Regions from separate parts of the Danio rerio genome. Here regions 1 and 2 are each linked to region 3. A link is a contact called in public HiCAR-type data. All regions are on one chromosome and are shown on one strand. Each heading gives the region's core, a stretch centred on a gene start, on an enhancer-like site or on the middle of the called end of the contact. The rest is flanking DNA. Distances are from core to core; before and after follow the strand shown. Region 1 overlaps LOC141380670 (a long non-coding RNA gene). Region 2 overlaps LOC141380670 (a long non-coding RNA gene). Region 3 holds the start of csrnp1b (cysteine-serine-rich nuclear protein 1b).

What was found. HiCAR-type assays count read pairs that join an accessible place to other places.
Region 1: a HiCAR-type map of caudal fin shows a contact between it and region 3, with 16 times the contacts expected there. The contact joins the enhancer-like site here to the promoter of csrnp1b in region 3. A contact is called at or near these places in 10 of 18 Hi-C or Micro-C datasets (caudal fin, embryo, fibroblasts and 4 more) and 2 of 4 datasets of contacts at active chromatin or transcription factors (caudal fin and embryo).
Region 2: a HiCAR-type map of caudal fin shows a contact between it and region 3, with 5 times the contacts expected there. The contact joins the enhancer-like site here to the promoter of csrnp1b in region 3. A contact is called at or near these places in 5 of 18 Hi-C or Micro-C datasets (embryo, fibroblasts, fin fibroblasts and 1 more) and 3 of 4 datasets of contacts at active chromatin or transcription factors (caudal fin, embryo and gastrula embryo).

The regions. Positions count from the first base shown.
Region 1 is chr24:23,827,946-23,831,730 of GRCz12tu, reverse strand. All of the region lies in intron 2 of LOC141380670 (a long non-coding RNA gene), which reads left to right. It also overlaps a transcript of LOC556668 not described here. Among named protein-coding and RNA genes, the nearest start is that of slc22a13b, 58 kb to the left of the region's middle. Within about 2 kb of position 1,365, at least 3 of the 62 cell types and tissues checked have an H3K27ac peak or open chromatin away from gene starts, as enhancers often do.
Region 2 is chr24:23,811,079-23,814,802 of GRCz12tu, reverse strand. The region is part of intron 2 of LOC141380670 (a long non-coding RNA gene); the gene reads left to right. It also overlaps a transcript of LOC556668 not described here. Among named protein-coding and RNA genes, the nearest start is that of slc22a13b, 75 kb to the left of the region's middle. Within about 2 kb of position 2,467, at least 7 of the 62 cell types and tissues checked have an H3K27ac peak or open chromatin away from gene starts, as enhancers often do.
Region 3 is chr24:23,586,761-23,590,832 of GRCz12tu, reverse strand. csrnp1b (cysteine-serine-rich nuclear protein 1b) reads left to right here and starts at 1,319. Exons shown (of 6, transcript NM_199619.1): 1 at 1,319-1,385.

The sequences.
Region 1 (3,785 bases), core at 116-2,615, 240 kb before region 3:
TCTGTATGGAGTTTGCATGTTCTCCCTGCCTTCGTGTGGGTTTCCTCCGGGTGCTCCGGTTTCCCCCACAGTCCAAAAACATGCGGTACAGGTGAATTGGGTAGGCTAAATCGTCCGTAGTGTATGAGTGTGTGTGTGAATGTGTGTGTGGATGTTCCCAGAGATGGGTTGAGGCTGGAAGGGCATCTGCTGCGTAAAAACTTGCTGGATAAGTTGGCAGTTCATTCCGCTGTGGTGACCCCGGATTAATAAAGGGACTAAGCTGACAAGAAAATGAATGAATGAATTAATGAAATTGTACATATTTTAGTATGCTCTTTTTTGTTGTTGTCATAATACATAGTTATGGTATACAGCAAGTGCTGTATATACTGTAAGAATTTGCAGATGTCCAAAATATGCTTATAGCTTATAAATCTTTGTTTATTATTATTATTATTATTATTAATAATAATAATAATCAACAGTTTTCAACCTTTCCACTGTATAAATGTTTTAACTTACTTAATATATATATGTATGTATATATATATATATATATATATATATATATATATATATATATATATATATATATATATGTATGTATGTATGTATGTATGTATGTATGTATGTATACACACACACACACACACACACACACACACACACACACACACACACACACACACGTATATATATATATATATATATATTTCCCGCATTATATAAGATATTATGTTTAATATTTTTATTCCGCTGTGGCACCCTCTAAAATAGAGACTAAGCTCAAGGAAAATTAAAGAATAAATATCAGTGACCTATGGTGAGGTTTGTGGCTGGTAAGGGACTGACTCTTTCAGGATCATATTTACAAATATGCACACAATATATTTGCCAACTACCGATTTTGTTTCATATATCATAGCAGCATTATTTCTATACAAATGGCATTTTCTATACACATGGCAATGTTGAGCGATTTTGATCATAAAAATGATTGAAACCATTTGAATCATACAGAAATTACACACACACACACACACACACACACACACACACACACACACACGCACACACACACACACACATATATATATATGAATGAATGAATGTATAACTGAATGTATATATAATAAATTAATGTATATACACGATGAATATATATTATGTGAATGAATGAATATATACATACATTTTATATTTATTTATTATATTCATAAATAAAATGCATTTGAAGGGATCAGAGGTGAAGAAAAAGCCAAGTATCATGGCTCAGCAGTCCTTGTATGGCACCCTTAGAAGGTCAGCTGGCACATCTGCTATGATCATGGGCATCGTGACTGTGTGGAGAGCAGGGCTTGACTCAGATCTGACTCACTGCTCCTGTGGGTTCATTTCTCCACTGATCTCGCAGCTCTTGCCCTCAGCTGTGCCAGGAATGGACTCACACAAGCTCTGGCACAGAAAAAAACGAGCGACTGATGAAAATAAATAACGTACTACTGAGTTCCGGATCAGTGTGGGGACATTATGCTGTGTTGTTTGGCCCCTGTGATAGTCAGATATTTAGAGAAACTGCAGAGCTTGATGATGACAACTATGAATTTGTCAAACAGAACAATGAGTACGTGCTGTGCGTTTCTATTCTAGTGATGGTGATAATAATGCTGATGATTAAGATAATGACACAAGCTTTAGCTGTTGTTACTAGTGTGAGGTCAGCGTTGTAATAAAGTGGTATATTTCTTTTTAATATTCAGGTGGTGCAGTCACATGGGGGATGATGCTAGTCACTACAATAGACAATGACTTAACCATTGCATCATTAAATGAGGCGTTCATGTGATAAAAGTAATCCTTGGTGGAGACATAATGCTGATTCATTATCAGATGATGATAATGGTGATGATAATGATGATGAGAGATCACATGTGTAACACCAGCTACACTTTTGTTTAATAAATTATGCCTTTATGCACACAGACCTATGTGAATGTATGTATGTACTGTATGCTTGTGATAATCTGACTATAGAAAAAAGTATTTGTTTTCTGGAATATACATGTGTTATTATTAATTGTTAGAAGTATGGTACACAATATAAACACCTTTTAGCTAGTATGGGGTTAACAGCTTATAATGATGATGATGATGGTGATTAGAGATCACACGTGTAACACCAGCTGCCCTTTTGTTATTAAATCGTGCATTTATGCACACAGACCTATGTATTTATACAATAATCCAAGCATAAAAACATGTATTAATGTAGTTTGTCAGAAAAATGATATCACCTTTTAGTTGATATGTGTTTAACAACTGTTAAAGCTGTTGCTTTTGTATTTTTATATTGAATTTTTATAGAATCATTTTAGCCATATTAGGAATTATAAATTACAGTTTTTTTTCAGTGGCTTTGGTGCATTTCTCACAACACTATTTACATTTGCACAATAGTTCATGCATTTTTCAAAACAATTAATAATTTGTGCTCATCATAGTAACAGTTTCTCATTCCGTCCAACAAATTGCAAATGCTTTTGCACTCTCTGCTGTTTTATAACATCATAAATTGCTTATGTCATATCAGTCAAATTTAACTAAACTTGTAAATTCTTAATAGTCACTCCATATTAAACTAATAGTCCTCATTTCATTACTCGAGTCATTGCATACAAAAATGTTGAACTAGTCAAAATCAGTCAAGCTAATTTTATTTTTAAAAATGTAAATCTTTTTTTTTCCCCTAAAAATGTCTTCTAAATTAAACAATTTCAGGAATGATTAACAGACCTATGTATGTTTTAGGTATGTGGTAGGTTTCAATATGTACGTCAATATTGTTTACAGTTGTGCACAGCTCCACCCAAATTAAGTTTATGTTTGTTGTAAATAAGTGTGTATTTATTCTTTTGCACAATGTTGTGACTAAATTAGAATTGCAAAGAGCAAATGCAATAAAAATGTGAAACATACATATTTAGTGTCTTGTACTCATACCTCACTAAATGCATTAATGTCTAACTTTAATGTAGTTTTTAAATGGCTGTGCAGATAGTTCTGTCTTGAGCATTTTCAGGAAGTGTCACCAAAATCTGACTGTTTTGAATTGGAAAACATGTACAGAATAAACTGACATAATGAAAACATGACAAATCCATTTGAATTTCTTGTCTATAAACAATGGTGTCAGGAGTTTTCATCTTGTTGACACTGACGCTTTCATTGGCATCAATACTTGCTTTTGAGGAATGAGCTATCCATTTTGAGCAAGTGACACACTTTTGCAGGTTATCAACTAGATTTTGCAGTTTGTTCTAATTGTTTAGAGAAGTGCATTAACTGTTGTGTAAATGTAAATAGTGTTGTGAGATATGCACCAATGCAACTGAGAAAAACTGTAATACAGAATTACTTTTTTTAAAATTTAATAGTATCATTTGTTTATTGTACCAATATGTTATTATTTAGACTTGCTATATTTGTGTTTTTAGTTTATTATTTAGTTCTTTGGTTCGTAATCATAGGATGAGCAATTTAAGTGCTATATGTAACCTATCAAGAACCTATAATAGTTCCCCAGTTGTTCTTTGGGGTAGTTATACACTATGAAATGGGGTTAAGTAGCACTTAAATTGGTTCCCCTAAGATTACAAGCCAAAGAAACACTTTTAGTGATACATAGCACCTTAACCACCCCAAAGAACAACTGGAGAATAACTACAGCCATTCAAAACATTACAGGTTATTTATAGCTTCTTCATTTATGCATTCTATTTAACATTGTATTTTTAATGCATTAC
Region 2 (3,724 bases), core at 1,218-3,717, 220 kb before region 3:
TATATATATATATATATATATATATATATATATATATATATATATATATATATATATATATATATATGTACTGTTACTGCAGTATTGCCACCACTAATAAATTAATTTATTCTAAATTAATTAATGAGTCATGAATAAATTTCTATCAATTTTATTTTTAATAATAATAATAATAATAATAATAATAATAATAATAATAATAATAATAATAATAGTGTTAATAAGACAAATGTTAATAATAATGGTATTAATAATAATAATAATAATAATAATAATAATAATAATAATAATAATAATAATAATAATAAAGGTAACAATAATAAGGTAATAATAATAATAATAAAAATAATAATAATAATAATGGTAATAATAATACCAATATTAATAATGCTGGTTCGCTGGTTTAAACCTCGTCTCAGTCGTTTCTGTGTGGAGTTTGCATTCTCCCTGCATTCACGTGGGTTTCAAAGTCCAAAGACATGTGGTACAGGTGAATTAGGTAAGCTAAATTGTTCATAGTGTATGAGTGTGAATGGATGTTTCCCAGTGATGGGTTGTGGGTGGAAGGGCATCCACTGCTTGAAAATGTGCTGGATAAGTTAGGTTCATTATAATAATAATAATAATAATAATAATAATAATAATAATAACAACAACAACAACAACAACAACAACAACAACAACAACAACAACAACAATGATAATAATAAAATTAATAATAATAATAATAATAATAATAATAATAATAATAATAATGATAATAATAATAATAATTATTATTATTATCATTTTTATTATTATTTTATATTTTTTATTATTGTTAATATTATGTGCATAATATTATTACAAAAATGTATATACTAATAATTTTTACTTATATTTACATTTATTTATTTGCTTTTGAAAGGAAAAGCTGTTAATCACTGCGGAACCTGGTTCAAAATCATTCTTATTTCAAAAGATGTTGCAGTTTGTGTGTTCAAAGGATTTTATAAGGAACTCATGTTGTAAAACATGAAGCACATCTGATAACACGTTTACATCACATTTACATTGTCTTTGTGATCTGATAATCATGCTAAACCATATAATGTTGTTAGGCATTGTTTGAAAAAAACAATTCATAAAAATAATGGCTTCCATTATTCGCTCTATCACTGATTTTGACTATGCGTTTGCGGCTGGTTGTATTTATTATTGTGGGAACTGTTTGGTGTACAATATGCTTTAAACAGCTTAGACTTTCCATGTTCAGTTCAAATTGCCTAGCGTTGTGTTCCCTCAGTGTCTTTATATTCAGTATTTGCAATTGTTCTTTCATTTATATCAGAGCTTATCTTTACCACATCTTAAATATGCACTTCTTTTAGAGACAGACTGAGGAGATTTTCATGATGTTATCAGGTGTGTGTGAGAGAGATTATCTTCCCTCAATGGCATTTGCCTCATATAAACATCTCCTGTTCCTAATGCCGTCCTATAGGGGGCAGTGTCTTCTCTGCCCCATCCGAGAGCATTATGATTTACTGTAAAAACCTCTCCTGGTTAGAGGTTTGGGTAATATTAATGTAATTTTTTTTATACATTTTTTTTAATAAAAAATTTATTTGTTCCATTGTTTTTATTATTATTATTATTATTATTAATTTTATTATTAATTTTATTATTATTATTATTATTATTGTTATTATTATTATTATTATTATTATTATTATTATTAGAAATAAAACATATTAAGTAATTCATTTTTTATTTATAATAATAATTTCAATAATAACATTAATAATAATATTACTTATGATAGTCAAGGACTCAAGACCAAGGATACCAAGGATATTCAAGACCAAAAATTAGGAATTATTTTATTGAAATATTTTATTTTTATTATTTTAATTTAAGTAAATGCTGTTATCTTTTTTTTACTATTCATCAGAGATCTCTTAAAAAGTAAAATACATTACAGTTTTAATGTTAATAATTAAAATTTAATGGTTGAGTAACAATAACAACTGATCCATGAACAAGAACAGCAAGTCAGAAGAACATCAAGTCAGCATGTGAGTTTTTCCAGACTGGTTTATAGTTATATAATAGCTGATTGTAGTCATATAGCATATACAGTTGAAGTCAGAATTATTAGGACCCCATTTCCTTGCTCTGTTAAACATCATAGGAAATATTTTAAAAAGAAAAAAAATGAAAGGGTGTTTAATAATTCTGATTTCAACTGTAGCATAACATATACAAGTATATACGATTTAGATTTAAAGATTTAAATAGTACTTGGGTTTATGCATTTGTTTATTTTTATTTTCAACAAATATAGCTACTGTATATGCCATGCAGTCTGTGTGTGTAAGCTTGTATTATTAATGGGAAAAGTTTAAGACGTTTATAGATGGATTGGCATGTGGCAACACAGTACATAGTCTATATTTGGGTTGAGAGAGAGAAAGAGAGAGAGAGAGAGTCAGTTGGCCAAATGATAGCTGTGGTCTGGATGAGGTGTTACAGTAACCTACAATCAAGACCTGAATAGTCATTTCATTGCTTTACTGTTATTTTTGTGCTTGCAAACACATACAGTATCATTACCAGCCATTGAATGTACACGCTTCTATTATGAGCCAAATTACAATGCTGTATGGAGGGAAATAACGTCAAATTTTTGTAGATATTTATACAATATTGGGTAAAACTTTAATCTTTAACAAAATCTTTAAACTGACAGTGTGCTTGTGTGTTTATTTCAATTTATTGTTGTATTTTTTTTTTTTTTTACAAAATTAATCCTGTTATACACATAAATAGATTATATTTTTAATAAATAGATTAAATACTTATATTTTGTAAAGTATTGATCTTTGCTTAAATTTTAGGGGTTTGTTGCATCAAAAGTTTTAGTTTTATATATTAGCAATCCTAAATTATTAGACCCCCTGTATATTTTCCCCTGAACTTCTGCTTTTCTTTTCAACACATTTCCAAAACATAATAGTTTTAATAACTAATATTTATTAACTGATTTCTTTTATCTTACTGATCTTCCAGTAAGAATGATAGACTCACCGAATGCACACAGGACTTCCCCAATCATTTATGCCTAAATTCCCCTTAAAACAAAACACAATCAAATGACAATAACCTGATTCACATTGATGTAAGAAAGCAGATCTGTTTTACGCTGTCTTCTAGTTTTAATTGATTATTCAAAGCCTACATGACATCAAAATGCCCTTTTTACTGGTCTGTCTGTGCACAAATGTTTATCTTTTATCGAGTTCCTAATCACTTGTTCTGCTTGTGAAAGAATCCTCAATAAATAGCTCGTTTAAATTTACAATACTTTACAATATAAAAACAGTATTGGTGGCCAACATCATTTCATATCGACTTCAAGAGGTTTATAGTAAGATAAAAAAACTCATTTTTAATTTGTGCATAATGCCAGACAGGAGATGACGGATTAAAGCCCACCATGACAGATTCATGTCACTGAAATGATAATTATTGATGATGTTGCTGTACATGGGTCTGCTTTTTTTCTGTTGTCTCCTGTGGGCTGTACATGTCGTCAGCTCTGCTTTGCATTATGCAGGTTTGACTGCAGGGAGTTTGATTAATGGCCGGAGTCAAAGGGGACAGACAGAGGAGCACACAACAGCATCCGCAGCACAGACAATACTACAGCATCTATATACTGTATGAAGGGCTTTTACTATCA
Region 3 (4,072 bases), core at 70-2,569:
TAACTCGCGCTGTTGTTCCGGTCTCTCTCTCGTTCTCTGTGTGCGCCAGGAGGAGTGTCGCCCCGCGCGGAAGGCAGGAAGCGGCGCGTGGGCTCAGTGTCACCGCCTGCGTCACACGCCAGGAGGGAGTTTTCCACTGACGAAAAGACTGCGCTGCTCCGCGTCTGCTTCAGACAAGAGGAACAGCTTCAGCTGCCGCTCCAGTCCGCCGAGCGCACAATAGCCGCACGAACACAACGGGATCTCTTTACGGATAAACGCGCGATCGCATCTCTTGGATTATTACAGCTTCATCTTTTCCTAGATAGTGATTTACTAATGCTGATCGGACACGTTATTGGTGAGTAGCGGAGCTCCGCGCTGTTTAACGCCGCACTTGTAATGTGTCTAATAGGCAAACCTCGGATCTGGAGTCCAGCCAGATAGTTTCAATGTTCTTTTGTCGGCCAGTGTAAAGAGATAAAATGTGTTGTGTAACTATTTCAAGTAGCAAATCCAGAGGACATTGTTGTATACTGTCGTGGCAGAAAAAAAAACTAACTAAAGTTATTAAGCCATTGTCTTGCGTTTTAATTGTGTTATAATAAACTCTGGTAAGCTTAATTAATTTAATTTCTGGTGCTTTAATGTAAACCGTTTTAAGTGTGTAGATCGGTCTAAATATTCGCGGGTTTTATGCTTTTTTCTGTCAGTAATTTTGATTGGCAGTGTTTGCTGGGTTTTAATAAAAGATAGCCTTATTCTCATAAGCAGCTGTTGGCGGTTCTGATCGGATCCATTGGCAGAATTCCAGGATAGTGGACCGTATGTGTGTGTATCCGATAAGCCGTAATTGCTAGTTTGAATGTGTGTGAGTGTTGAGTGCATTCCTCGTTCACGTTTATAGCGCTGGTGTAGCCTATCTTCTGAAGCGCGAGCGACTCCTTAAGGTGCCACACCGCATCAGTTCAGTAGTCTGCATGCAGATCTGCGCTCAGCCTCATATGCACTTCCAGTCCTCGATGACGTCACCGAGGGTGCATACAAGGCTGAATGCAGGTCTGGGGGAGACCTTACTTGATCCGATCCAAACTTCAGCTGGTCGAACCGGTATTTGATCAATAGCCTATAAATGGCTTTTACAGTGCTATTTTATTTGGCTACATTTAAAGGCGCACATAACCAATTGCCTATAATTCATTCACAAAGAAAAGTGTTTTTTATTTATTTATTTAAAAGCAAGCAAAACAGTCTCCCCAGGTCATTTGATAATTGGTTTGATTGACAGTCAATCACGAGGCAACAATCACCAACACGTTGTGCTCTGCGTGATTGGGATAACTGAAGTAAATTAATATTCTCATTCCACTCGGTTTGTTACAATCTCACGGCATTCCTTTTGTCAGGTAATTTTCAATTCCTGACTGTGAGCACATTGAATGTTTGATGGTGGGATTCATTGAGCTTGTTATGTAAATTTTAGTTCAATAATTTCAGTATTTTTTGAAGGCACGAGCGCAGAAGGGTGTGTTATGATGATGATGCTTGTATATTTGTGGCTGTGTCGTAAGTTTGAGTGTGTTTATTTTGCGCGTGCTTCTGTGTGAACGAGCGCGCAGTCGCTGTCACGCGCGACCTCACTCGGATTGTTTGTGGGAACACAAGTCGGATTTTTTCTGGTGTTTTTGTTGACATACCTCACACATTTAGGGGATTTATATTCTTAAAACGAGCTTAGTAAGTCCATTAGCGTTTTATTTCATTTAAAATGCTTTTGCACTACCCTGTGGTAAACTGTTTACAAGTGAGACTTTTTATTCCCATAACCTGCGATGTTGTTTTGAATTCAAGTGCACGTTAAACTAATCAAACAGGACCATAAAAGATTGTATTGTTTACTTACTTCTGGGTTGATGAGGTGTGAACTTGCACGTGTTCCAGAGTCAGTGAAATCACTCAGCTGGTTAAAGTAGCATGTCTGGATAGTTTCCTCCCTCTTCCTATTTAAATCCAGTCATGCTTTGAAAAAATTGAGATGATGCCGTCATAATTGGTGTACATCACAACATGTCATTTTTATTAATCTCCCACCCACAGGCAGGGTGTTTTTATTTGGATAGATATGTGTGTGGCTTTTGTGCAATAGTATTGGGGGGGGTGTTGAAGTCCTGATGTCTCTAAAACCGAGAAGCAGAGGGAACCCATCTGTTTTGTCACTCTCCAACATTCCTCCCAGCTTGTGAGGTACCAGCAAGTGCCCCAGACGTAAGCTGATGACCCCTGGGCTCCCCCCATCCTATAGACGCACACATATACTCTCCCTTGTGAGTCCCGAGAGACTGGTAAAGATGGCTAGTATTTGTTTTTGTCACCATTAAGTTAGTCAGAACAAACTCATACAGATGACTTCTCAAGGAACCTACACTTTGCGGACTGTGTTGGAAGTTTGCATTTCGGATATTGATGCAAATTGCTGCATGTGGAAGTATTTTCTTTCAGTTTTGGCAATTTCCTGAGCAGTCAGAGTTTCTATTCGTTGACATAAACCAGGAGCAGTGATTCTCTCGAAACTGTTAAATAACTTTAGGAGGGTGTTTTGAGATGTTTTTCTTATGGCTCTTAGCATAATTTAGATGACCTTTAGATGGTGATCTTCATAATAATTAATAATCGGTTCATCGTCATGTGAGGGACCCCCATCCTAAAAAGTAAACAACAGTATATGGTCAAACAGATCTGATTCATTTTGTTATTTTATAAAATGTTACATTTCCACCTCTCTGAATTCCAGTGTGAAATATTGTCTAAGTTAGAATTGGTACCCTTTTTGCTTAAATAACTTTTTAATTCAAATTGAAAACATGTCTATGGAAATGCGAAGTTTGATGATGTATTGAATCCATAGTGTAGCATGTGAGAGAAATCTTCATCTCCACCCTAATAACATCATCTCGTCAATATGACAATAACGTCATCATCTCTAATGATTCGCGACTCCATCAGGTGTTTGTGTCGGTGTTTCTGTCTGAGGTGGATCCTCTTGGGCAATAGTGGTCTGGACAATGCAGACACATCTGGGATAGATAGACTATTACAGAACGTGCCGCTATGCCAGAGTAGAATTCCTGTGGGCTGGAGACATCGCATTATTTATTTGTTTAAAGTTCTCGCCCGCTACCCTCCTCCCACATCAGTGCGCTCTCCTATTTGGGATGAATGTGTGCTCTGCATGGGTTGAGGCTCAGGAACAGAATGTCTCTGGCGTAGTTTAACATCTAGAGTGATGATCGGCACAACCACACATCTCCCTCCTCTCGCCTGACTGCAGTTTTTAAAGGCTGACCAGCAGAGGGAGGGTTTCTTATATTCTGCTGGAATTTGAATTCCAATACAATTATTGCAAGTGATTTTTTTTTTTTTTTTCACTAAATATTATTTATACTTGCGCTTTTTAGATAGTTAAGATGAGGTACACCCTGCACATTACTTAATCATCTGGATGGGTGCTGTGAGCTGGAGGGGCAAAGTCAACCCTTGCATAATGTTAGGTCAGGATTCCACTGTTTGAAGGTAGTTTAGACAATCGGCTCAGTGGTGCAAGTTGTTTTTATGCTTTGTAGAAGCAGGAAGGGAAGAAAAAAAGTGTTTCTAAAGTGATAGTTCACCCAAAAATATGACATACTCACCCTCAAATGGTTCCAAACCTTTATGACTTATTTTTTTTCTGTTGAACACCAATGTAGAAATGCTGGAGAAAGCTTAAAAACCTGTAACCATTGACATCCCTACATAGTAAAAATAACAAATACCATGGAAGTCAGTAGCTACAGGCTAACAGCTGTCTGCATTTGCGGGGAAAAAAAAATACTCACAGCGTTGGCTGTTTTCAGTTTTGGGAGAACTATCTGACTTGTGCTGACAACTGATAAATATCAGGCTTTAGCAGTTTGCTCCTTTTGTGGCTTTCTGCACTAGATTTATATCCACCGTCCTTGGTGACAGCAGCATTGAGAATACCTCATCAGAGCACTGCCTTTATTGGAATGGCAAGCTCTGCATAATTTATGCTCCAGTGTGAATGTCTCACCTGCTT